Regions from separate parts of the Mus musculus genome. Here region 1 is linked to region 2. The links are chromatin contacts, called in public promoter capture Hi-C maps. All regions are on one chromosome and are shown on one strand. Each heading gives the region's core, a stretch centred on a gene start, on an enhancer-like site or on the middle of the called end of the contact. The rest is flanking DNA. Distances are from core to core; before and after follow the strand shown.

Region 1 (5,881 bases), core at 1,155-3,654, 63 kb before region 2:
TTTAGTCAGTTTGTGGTATGTAACACAGCAGTCTTATGAATCGTCCAGAAGTCTTGTGATTTTGGGTGGAATCCTTCTCTTTTCTCTCTAGGTACATATGTGAGTTTTGGATGCCCTTCACTGAGCCAGGTAGGACCCTGAGGGTCTCATCATAGGCCACACATTCTAAGAACTTCTATTTCATCTATCTATCTATCTATCTATCTATCTATCTATCTATCCATCCATCCATCTATCCATCCACCTGTCTATCATCTATCTGTTTGTATGCGTGCTTGCATACCATAGCATACACGTGAAGATCAGAAGACAAGTCAGGTCATCAGGCATTATGGCAAGTGCTTTTACCCGCTGAGGCATCTCTCTGGCCCTCCTTTTTGTTGCTGTTGTTATGGCCTTATGTAGTTTGGTCTAGCCTCAAGGGAAGTGGCCTTGAGTCCTTGATCTTCCAGCCTCTGCCTTAGCAGTGCTGGGGTTATAGGCACGTGCCACCATACTTGATGTAATGGTAGGTTTTTGGTTTTTTTAACTGAAAATATATATGTGTGTATCTTTCAAAAATGGCGCTGAGGTGAAACTTGGGACCTTATCCATGCTAGTAGGTGAGTCTCTAAAGCTGAGCCACCCACCAGCCTTGTAGCTCTGATGTTGTTGTTGCTTAAATATTGATTTGAAGGGCTTGGCTATAGCTCAGTTGGTAGAACACTTGTTGCAGTAAATCTCCAACCCAAATATGTCCCAGCAATGAAAACACAGCTCAATTAATATGATCACATGCTGTGTGCCTAGATTGGGCAGATCTATGGCTACACTACCATCTTCTCCATCTATGAAACTCCTTAGGAACTTGCAGTTTCTCCAGGCCATGTGCTTCTGCTCTGATTTTCTTCTTCTTCCTCCTCTGCGTCCTCTCCCTCTCCCATTTTCTCCTTCTTCTTTCTCTCCACCTCCTGCTCCACCTTCCCTTTTATCTGCCCAACCAGCAGCTCTCCTTTATTTTACAAACTAAGGTGAGAAGAAGGTGTACAGGAAATCACCTGAGTGCTGACTCATTCCTAGTTCACAGCCACTCACAGGAGAACAGAATTAACATCAAATAGAATTAGCCCCAGGGCTATCCACAACAAACACTTGGCTAGGATTTATGAAGCCCTGGGTTCAATGGCCAGCTCTGAATAAAGCAAGCATAATGGAAGCACACCTTCAATCCCAGCTCTCAGGTGGTAGAAGCAGGAGGGTCAGGATGTCCAGGCCAACCCTGGATATATAAGAACCTGTCTCAGGAAAAGATGTTGGGGTCAGTGAGTGAAAGTGTTCCCTTCACCAACCTGAGAATGTGAGCTCAGATCCCATGGTAGGAGAGAACCAATTCCTCAAAGTTGACCTCTGACCTCCACACGTGCTCCACCGTAGCACACAAACCCACCCTAACATGCATATACAAAGAGAAACAATAAATAAACTATTTTTTAATATTGATGACATTTGGTGAATAAGTGGTTATCAGGTGCCCCGTGTTCTGCAGCTGCCTGACATTAAACTTTCACAACAACCTTCTGAGATAGAATTTGATCCCAGGTTACAGATAAAGAATCTAAGAGTGAGGCTGGATGGTGGTGGCGTACGCCTTTAACCCCAGGCAGAGACAGGTGGATCTCTAAGTTCGAGACCAGCCTGGTCTGCAGAGTGGGCTCCAGGACAGCCAGGGCTACACAGAGAAACCCTGTCTCGAAAAGAGAAAGAAAGAAAGAATGAAAGGAAAAAGAAAAAAAGGGGGGGGAAAGCAAGAGATGGCTCAGAAGTTAAGAGCACTGGCTGCTTTTCGAGAGGTCCTGAGTTCAATTCCCAGCAACCACCTGGCGGCTCACAAACATCTGTAATGAGATCTGTCGCCCTCTTCTGGCCTGTGGGCATATATGCAAGCAGAATGCTGTATGCATAATAAATAGATCGTTTTAAAAACAACAAAAAAAAGGTAAGGAAGAAACCAAGAGCGAAGAGATGTTGGAGCTTCCCAAAGACAGGCTGTTAGGGAGTATCGAGCCTTGAAACCCATTGCTATGTGCCTTCAGCCTCCCAGTGGTCTGTTCTCTCTGTTCCAGGTGGCCTGTCCCTTCTTTGAATTTTATAAGCACTTGGCCCTAAGCTCTTGTGTCTTTCCCAATCATGAAAAAAGCCCCAGGGTACAAGTTTGAAGACAGAGTCCTTCTGCCCTGATATTCTGTGCTTTTCTGGATCCTGAAGAACCCCAACCCCCATCTTCAGAGTCCTCCCCACAACTGTGGCTGGGCAGGACATCCCCTGTCCCAAACGTGCTGAGGTCCGCTTAAAATTTCCGTGTGTGGTGTCTGGCCCTGGGGAAGTTCAGGGGGTAGATTCCAAGAAGGGGAAGTCGGAAAGGATATGAAACTTGGCAGTGTCCTGGTGACACGCCTTTGCTGACGGGTGTCCCACCATCAGCAAAGGGCTGGAGCATCCAGTTTGATCGGACCACGGAGGCAGGTGAGACCAAGCCTGAGGGAGAGGGGGCTGGGAAACCAACCTTGGGGGACCACTCTGGAGAACTGAGGCGAGAGGGAAGAATATTGCTGCAAGCTAGTTCAGTGCAAGGGTGGATAGGCTGGGGACACTGACACAGAGCAGGCAGGTGGAAGGACCCTCTCCTCTGGCCAGAGCTTTGGGGAACCGTGAGAGCTAGTAGCTCAGAACCATGCTCCATGCCTCAGAAACACAGAAAGCCAGAAAGCGCTCGGGGGAGTCAGCGCCCAGCAGCAGAGGGCTTTGCAGGGACAGTCAGCCCTCATGTGGATGTGGAAAGGGGCTGAGGCTGCGGGAGAGTAGGCAGATGTTTGTGAAAGCCTGTGAGTGTGCATAGCTCACCATCTGGGCCGGAGATTGTAATTAAAACAGTGCTGACACTTGGTAAATATTTGTTCAATGAGATCCATCATCCGTGGGAGTGTGTGAGCCTGCGTGTCCAGAGAGCGGGGAGGTCTGTGTGGATATAGGAGCAAATGCTGGACAGGTGCAGAGCAAAAGGTAGTGTGGGGTTTAGGGCTGGGGCTAGGGCTAGGGTCAGGTCAGGGTCAAGGTCAGGGTCAGGGTCAGGGTCAGGATTAAGCCTAGAGCTAGGGCCTATAGGTTAGGATTAGGGTAGGGGGTGGGTGCTAGGGTTAAGGGCAGAGTAAGAAGGGTCAGGGTTCTAGCTAGGGCTAGGGGTTAGGGTCAAAGTCATTGTTAGTGCTAGTATCGGGGACCTGTGATCCAGACAGGCATTGAGGATATGAATGGCCCTAGACTGGGTCACATAACCTTGCGTGTAGAACATGGTAACATGTCATCATGGGACAGACATGTGATCCCAAGTGTCCAGCATACCCAGTGTCCCTGTGTGTCTCTGTAGGGACACCATGGAGACCTCTCAGGGATGGCTGGTGGCCTGTGTGCTGACCATGACCCTAGTATGGACAGTGGCTGAAGATGTCTGCCGAGCACCCAACGGGAAGGATGGGGCTCCAGGAAATCCTGGCCGCCCGGGGAGGCCGGGTCTCAAAGGAGAGAGAGGGGAGCCAGGTAAGCGTTCTCTCCGGCTGGGGTGCTGGTCCCGCACCATCCTGGAGGCAATGGTTTAGGGGTCCTGAGAAGCGATGGTGCATTTGAGTTCCAGGAAGTCACTACAGTGAGCGGTTCACCCCGGAACCTGAAGGCCTAGCCTTCTCTTGGACCTTGTCCCCAGCTTCTCTTTCCTGCTTTGACATTCCTCTTTCCCCTTTCTCCTCCAAAGACTAGGCCACACAGAGAATGGATGTGGATGGTCTAAAAAAGAGGCCCAAGAGTCTAGAGTCAAGAGCCATTGACTTGTTGGTTGACCTCAAACAAATTACGGATGCTCTCTGAGAGTCCATTTCCTCCTCCGTAAAATCGAGGCAGAGCCCTGCCTGGTGCGTAGAGAAAGATCAGCCAGTATCAACAGTCACTTGCATGTCCTTCCAGCCCTCTACTTTGTCCCTGCTCTCCTGTCCACTCTACCCTGTTAGAATTCATGATCCTGAGGAGGACGAGAGGGGAGGAGTTATGACCAGAGCCGGAAGAAAAGACATCCTGACCTGTCAACCTGACCCTCCCAGTCTCCTGCAGACCAAAAGGACCCTCATGCTGATTTGCACACAGTTGTGCCAAAGGGTCCTAAATATGAAAAAGGAGTTGGTGATTTAGAGACATGCGAGGTGACAGCACCATGGCTGGACTCAACTGAGCAACCAGAGAGCCAGCCCCACGTTTCCTAAAAATGCAGGGTCTGTCACATGGCTGCATTTGCTTCTCTGGGTTTTATAGTTGAAGCAGAGGCTCAGAGAGGTTAACATGCTTGCCCAAGACCACACAGCCAGTCAGGCCAGTCAGACTGGGTCTCTTCAAAGCAAAGGCTTTTTCTGTGAGGATAGGCAGGCTCTGGACTTCTTACCCACGATGCCCCACCCCACTCCACATCTACCAATCTGCTCGCTCTCTTTGCACACAGGAGCTGCTGGCATCCGGACTGGTATCCGAGGTTTTAAAGGAGACCCAGGGGAATCTGGCCCCCCTGGCAAACCTGGCAATGTGGGGCTCCCAGGTCCCAGTGGTCCCCTGGGGGACAGCGGCCCCCAAGGACTGAAGGGCGTGAAAGGCAATCCAGGCAATATCAGGGACCAGCCCCGGCCAGCTTTCTCAGCCATTCGGCAGAACCCAATGACGCTTGGCAACGTGGTTATCTTTGACAAGGTCCTCACCAACCAGGAGAGTCCATACCAGAACCACACGGGTCGCTTCATCTGTGCAGTGCCCGGCTTCTATTACTTCAACTTCCAAGTGATCTCCAAGTGGGACCTTTGTCTGTTTATCAAGTCTTCCTCCGGGGGCCAGCCCAGGGATTCCCTGAGTTTCTCTAACACCAACAACAAGGGGCTCTTTCAGGTGTTAGCAGGGGGCACCGTGCTTCAGCTGCGACGAGGGGACGAGGTGTGGATCGAAAAGGACCCCGCAAAGGGTCGCATTTACCAGGGCACTGAAGCCGACAGCATCTTCAGCGGATTCCTCATTTTCCCCTCGGCCTGAGCTGGGGATCTGCCCCTGCATCCTGCCATCTCCTGCGCTCCCTGTTGTGGACCACGCCCCCCCCTCCGTCCTGCACCCCTCCCCTCCGCACTCTGCAAAGTGAAGGGGCTGGGGCTTTAGCACCCTGGGGGAGGGGCTGTCTCGGAGGGAGGGCACTGAGGACTGATGTTTCTGCACACTGCCCAGTGGTTTCTTTAAGCACTTTCTGGAATAAACGATCCCCGTCTGTGTCTGTGACTTTCCGTGCAGTGGCTGGCTGTTCTGGGCACTGAGCAGGAAAGGGGCATAAAAGTGGCCATCGCTGCTGGGCGGTGGTGATGCACGCCTTTAATCCCAGCACTTGGGAGGCAGAGACAGGTGAATTTCTGAGTTCGAGACCAGCCTGGTCTACAAAGTGAGTTCCAGGACAGCCAGGGCTATACAGAGAAACCCCGTCTCAAAAAAAAAAAAAAAGTGGCCATCGCTGACTGCTTGGCTGACTGGGAAAGCAGTGTTAGTTAGCACTGTACACAATGGTTGCGGAGGGCATATCAACCAGGCTCCAGATGTCAGCCCCTGCTAGCTGCCAGATCACACCACATGACCTCAGTTTCCAAATCTGCTAAGTGGTGCCAGTAATGGAAGTTTGGAGAGGGGAGGGGGCTGCCGTGGCCAGGGCGTGAAAGCTGGAGACAGGGGTCTGTTGTTCTGTGTTGGTCAGTCTTGTTGAGCAAGCTCCTAAGTGAGAATTCTAACCATACTTCCCAGATGACTAAGGAGCAGGGGGCATCAAGCCCCAGGTCAGTAC
Region 2 (5,699 bases), core at 2,852-5,351:
ATCCAGCATTCAACGTAGGGCAGATGTAAACAGAGACGTGCTAAAAAGCGAGATACCAGATTGCAGCCTGTGTGGTCCTCCCTCTCAGATTGTAGCTGGTGTCGTCCTCCCTCTTGTAATCTCAGTATTGGGGAAGCTGGGGCAGGAGAACCGGGTTATTCAAAGCCTGGGTGATACAAAGCACTGGGTTATACAAAGCACTGTCTCAAATCGTAACAAGGTAAGAAAAAAAAATAAATGTGAAATGGTTTGTTAATTACACATTGACACAGTAATTTTTTTTTTTACTTGTTGGCCTAAATAATTAAAGTTAGCTCTTCCTACCTCCTTGTATTTTTCTTGGAGGTGGTATTAGAGCCCAGGGCTGCAGCTGGAGAGATGGCTCAGCAGTTAAGAGCATTGGCTGCTCTTCCAGAGGAAGGTTCAATTCCCAACACCGGATATGGCAGCTCATACCTGTCTGTAACCCCAATTTCAGGGATTCTGACATCCTCACATAGACACACACAAAGGCAAAAACACAAATGCACATTAAATAAATTAAATTAAATTTAAAACCAAAAACCTAGGAACTCCTTATTTAAAAAAAGAAGAAGAAGAAGAATTCAAGACCACATGCATGCTGAGTAAGCAAGGTGTACCTCTAAGCTACAGGTCCCCTAGTCCTTCATTTGATTTTTTTTTTAATATGGCTACTAGAGTTTTAAAATTACATATGAGCCGGTATTAGATTTCTTTTGGGCAGTGCTGACCTATGAGCTCTGTATGGGTAGAATTAGAAACACTCCTGCTTAGGTTCAGAGAACTGAAGGTCTTTCCTGAGGTCACCCAGCGAAGAGAGGGCAGGGACAGAGGTATAGCCAAGTATCTGCTCAGATCCTCCAGCTCGGCAGTGGTTGGAGGTGTGCTCTGATCCACACGTGACCAAGGGCTCCCATCAGTCCAGTGACTGGGCAGGTAAGACAGTGGGAGACAAGGTATCGACAAGTAGGAAACACCCAGCAGGTCCCGTCCCCACATTTGTTTGGCCTGGCTTTCAGCTGTCATACTCCCTCCTCAGACAGGCTTCTCTGACCCCACCCTCCCCACCCCCAGGGTCACTCAGCGCTCTGTCACCCAGCTTTATTGTCTTCCTGGCCTGGATCATTGTTGATTATTTTGTCCCCCTTTGGGACTCCTGCGGGGTCTTGTCTAACAGGTCCTCAGCTGCATTCCTGCCTCCCCAGTGCCTGGCACGTAGGCAATGCCCAACTCATGTTTGTCAATCAAGTGAGACAGAAAGAGACACAGACAAGTGAGGTCATCAGATTTCTCTCTATGACTGCAGCGATGCACAGCTAACAGTGCTGTGAGTACTTGGGCAAGTACCTTTCCCTCTCTGGATCCCGCTTTCCCCTTCTAGAGGCTGGTGCTGGGGGTGGGAGGCTCCGCTCGTTGAATTATCATGAGCCGACTGGATGGGTGTGAACACTGCTTTGTAAACTGTTAAAGCGTGATTGCAAATGCGGGGAGCTGTTGTCATTAGACAAATGAAGCTTCCAGCCGTCTCTTCCTGTGCAGTGAGGGACCGGGTCTGGATCCAAAGCTCACTCTCCAGCCTCTGCTACACCTGGAGGGGCAGGTTCCCCATTAGGAAACATCTAATATGCTGGGGGTTTGAGAGGCAATATGCAAACTGAAGATAATCAAACTATCCCCAGGCCCCAGCAAGGGAACCCGTGATCATCTTTCCGGAAAATCCTAAGCAAATGGGTGTCAGTCCCGAAGAGGCCAAAGTTAGTGAAGGCACTTAGTAAGGGGTTGATGAGGTGGAATCCTGGTCACAGAGCAGAGAAAGCTGGATAGGGTTTGGCTGGGACAAAGGCGGAGTCGAAGGCAGTTGCCAAGAGAGCAGAGAGGAAGGCCTTGGATGGCTGACAAGACTCAGCCTTTCTATAGGATCTCAAATGGGGAATCATACAACACGGAGGGAGAACGGGATGGGGAAGATACGGGGCTTTGTTTATTGCTACAGTGATTTTTTTTTTTTTTTTTTTTTGCGTTTGGCCAGGTAAAAGTCCAGACTGCTATCAATTAATGATAAGGTTTTCAGTGACTGTGGGAAGTTGGCTAACTGAATAAACGTGTTCTATGGACCTATGCAAGGCCCAAGGGATGAGTGTGGGTGTCAGACACTGCTTGAATCCTAGCTCCGATGCGCTATTTGGCCTTGAGCAGATGACTTACCTGGTCCTCAGTCTCATCACCTGAGATGGCCTGCACCTGCCACCAGAGTTGTGACAATGGAGGAGAGGAAAATCTGGAAACGTGAACAGCCCCGAGCCTCATCCCTGGTACCCGGGTTCTCAAAGGATGCTAAAATCTAGTATTTGTATTTTGAATCAAAAAGGATTTTAAATCAAGAAGGAAGCAATTGCTAGGGGTGGGTGGATGGTGACAAGGGTCCCCAGGGGATAGAAAGAAAGCAGAGCTGAATCCACCCAGGATGTAATAGATGGCCCATAAATGTTTCTGGAAATGGGGAGGGGCCACCTGTATACACCAGGGATGGAGGAGAAAAGGCTCAGAGTCCACCAAATCCTAAGCCCCTTGGTTTGTCTGATGAGGAGAAACAGAGAAAAAAAAAAAAAAGCCAGGGCACCCAATTAACTTCTACCCCAGGCAGGAGTCTGCAGGCAACACGGAGTGGAAGGTGTTGGCAGAGAGGGTGATCTTCCCTGTTGTCTTCTATTCTCCCCGGCTCACTTCTGTTCTGCCTCCTTTGCAACCTTCGAGGCCCACCATTTCCAGGTGGCCTCCCAGGCTGAGGTTCATTTCTGATGGACTCTCAATGCTTCAAAGGGTGCCCCAAATTTCCAAACCTCAGTTGGTGTCTCAGGACAGTCTGTCTGATGGGCCTTGAAGGGAAGACATCTCTGGGACGTTTTGTTAGTTTGTGGGACAAAGGGACTGGAGAGGTCTGCACTGGACTTTTAACAGCTTGTCTCTCTAAAGCATTCTTCCACCCACTGCAATGATCATGGCCAGTGCTGTTGGCTAAGTGTGTTTTCAGGAGCGCGGGTCCCAAAGGCTAGGGGCCCTGCCTGGGTGGTTCCCGCAGGATCCCTCCAGTCCTCCCACCACCGGTCTCAGCAAGCCCGCTAATGATGATGGTGATGAAGGCTGTCAGAGCAGGCTGGGCCCGCAGAAATGGAACAAGGGGTTGTGTCCTCCCCGAAGGGACAGCTATGCACAAAACCGAGCAGCCCAGACAGGTCCATTCCACCGAGGGGTGGAGTAGGGGCTGTCGCTAGGCACCCCCCACCCCCGGGCCTCCTCCACACCCCTGCTCGCAAACTGCACCGGGAACCAGATCAACAGAGGAGAAATACAATGTGCGGCTGGGAAGGTCCGCGGGGAGGGGCCGGTGGGCTCGCGCAAGACAACAAGGCAAGGAGGGAAGGCCCGGGGTCTGCCTGCCAGGGCCCGCCACTCCTGCCAGAGAGAACCCCGGGCCCGCGGGCGAGCGCCAAGGCCCACTCTCCCAGGCAGAGGCCCCAGCCCAACCCTAGAGCCTGGGAAAGCCGCCTGTTTTGTTCCCAGCTCCCCCCTCTTTCCCCCCCTCATTCATTGCAGTTCAGTCCCTTTCGAAGCCGCAGGGACGCGGGTGGCAGGGCTCAGGCAAGGGGGTGGCACTCCCAGTCCTGACAGGTAGGGCCAGTCCCCCGGCTTTGGGCAGCCCCTTCCTCGTTCTCCGCCCCCCCGCCCCGGGTCCCCTCTCTCTGCTCCTGTCAGCCGCGCCAGACGATCTCGGCTTTGCAGCATTCAATAAAAATTGAGAAACATTTGGGCTGAAATCGCTGCTTTATCTGGAGGAGCCACAGCGCCGGGAGAGACCACTGCTGCGCGGGGGGGATTCCGGGGTCCCGGACACCCGGGTGAGTGGGGTCACGATGCTCCAACACGGTTGCTGCCCCATCCGAAGGGACTCAAAAGATTTAGAAGATCATGACTCGGGCGTGGTGCAACCCGTGGGTGCACCGGGCAGAGGCACAGGATTGGCAGTCCAACCCCGGCTCCCCCCACGCCCGCGGCTCAGGTGGGCCGTGCCCAGCGCTGGCGGAGCCCGGGTCCCCGTTCTGCCCGGGCTGGATGGCTCATTCTGCTGGCTGCGCGGCGGCGGCGGCTCGTGTGTGTGTGCGCCGCGCCCCGCCGCTCCCCGCCGGCCCCCCGAGCCCGGGGCGCGCGCTCCAGCCCGGGGGTCCCCGCGGCGCCGCGGCCGGAGGCTCCGGGCAGCGCAGCAATGGCCGTGCGCAGGCTGGGGGCCGCGCTGCTGCTGCTGCCGCTGCTAGCCGCCGTGGAAGGTGAGCGGGGATGGGGGCGGGGAGCGGCCGCCTCGGCCCCGGGTCGCCCCCTCACTCGGCCCCGCGGTCGCAAAGTTTGCCCGGGGGCCGGTGCCGGGCGCAGGTGGCCGCGGGGAGGTGTGGCCGGCGGCCACCGCTGGGAAAGACGCGGGGCCCCGCGGGCGCCCGGGCGAGCGGCGGGCGCTGATTGACTGTGCCAGGAGGAGGCGAAGGGACCATCTTGCCGAGGCTTTGTAGCCAGCCGGGTGAGCGCCGCCCAGGGCTGGGGGGTCTTACCACTGCGCGCCCGCCACCGAGGTCCCCGCATCCCCGCAGAGCCCGGCAATGCCTCGGCACCGAGCTCAGGGGCGCGGGCCCGGCGCGCAGTGGGTGCTGCAAAGTTTGGCAGGGAGCGTTCCGAGGGAGGCACCGCGGCCGCGCCAAGGATTGGGGATCCCTGGCCGCGCCCCCTTGGATGCAGCCTGGGCCACCCGAAGAGCAGGGGCACCCGTGGAGTGGAGCGAAGCGCGCGTGTCCCCCACCCTCGCGTCCGTGCCCGCCCGGTCGCTCGCGGCGTACAATGGGGTCCCCTCCCCAGCAGGACTGAGCGGGGGATGGGGCGATGGGCATCACTCTTGCGCGCCGGGTTCTCCGGGTACCTCCGCGGGCCACCGCCCCGTGGGCGACAGAGCTCAGCGTGGAGTCTGGAGCCCCGAGAACTCTCCAGCTGCCGTCAGAGACCGGACCAGATGCTTTGCCATGTGTTGTTGGCCTTGGCCTGGGTCTCTGGGCCTCTCCCCGAGGCCTCGCGCTGTGGTACCACCCGACCCCCCGGGGGCGGGAGTGGCTGCCAGGTGGTCGCAGCTCGCTGGCTTTGGAGGAAAAGTTGTTAGTGGGGGTCTGGGTGTGTCCACCAGGAATGGCCGGGCTGGAAGGACCAGGCGTGAATCCTAATAATGGTTCTCACGTGTACTGTGCTCTACAGTTTGCCAGTCGCTTCAGTTTATGAAGTACTTTGCTCTCCGTGGTTTACAGCGTGCTGCACGGTTGACAAGGTACTTGAAGCCTTCTTTGCAAAGTGCTTGCCGGCCGACAATCTGTGTTGAATCCTTCAGAAGTCTTCCGGGAAGCCAGATGGGTCGAATTTTTACTGGTTTTTAGCAAATAGGGAAACCGCGGGTTCAGAAAAATCCTGTCTCAGCCCTAGCCATTGGGTGATAAAAATAGGCCCTGAGTCTGAGGTCTTTCAAACAACTGGCTGGGTTTTCTTACCCCTAAAGAAGGTGACCCGTTCTAGGAGTGTGCCACCGAGGGCTTGAGGGGTGAGACACAGAGTGCCCTATTCTTGGGTCACTTTGGGGTGAGGTGTGAAGAAGC

What was found. Capture Hi-C pulls out chosen DNA fragments and counts their contacts.
Region 1: a contact with region 2 is called in a promoter capture Hi-C map of pancreatic islet. The contact joins the promoter of C1qa here to the promoter of Ephb2 in region 2. A contact is called at or near these places in 7 of 39 promoter capture datasets (the 3T3-L1 cell line, cranial neural crest, embryonic stem cells and 4 more), 7 of 484 Hi-C or Micro-C datasets (the G1E-ER4 cell line, differentiating embryonic stem cells, embryonic fibroblasts and 2 more), 4 of 115 datasets of contacts at active chromatin or transcription factors (bone marrow-derived macrophages and embryonic stem cells) and 3 of 9 other capture datasets (adipose tissue, liver and pancreatic islet).

What each region holds. Positions count from the first base shown.
Region 1 is chr4:136,895,367-136,901,247 of GRCm38.p6, reverse strand. It overlaps C1qa (complement component 1, q subcomponent, alpha polypeptide), which reads left to right and starts at 2,404. Exons shown (of 3, transcript NM_007572.2): 1 at 2,404-2,502; 2 at 3,404-3,573; 3 at 4,520-5,332. The coding sequence starts at 3,411. The coding sequence ends at 5,094.
Region 2 is chr4:136,834,414-136,840,112 of GRCm38.p6, reverse strand. Ephb2 (Eph receptor B2) reads left to right here and starts at 4,101. Exons shown (of 16, transcript NM_010142.4): 1 at 4,101-4,343. The coding sequence starts at 4,283. Gm31536 (a long non-coding RNA gene) reads right to left here and starts at 4,178. Exons shown (of 5, transcript XR_881502.3): 1 at 2,227-4,178; 2 at 325-483; 3 at 57-166.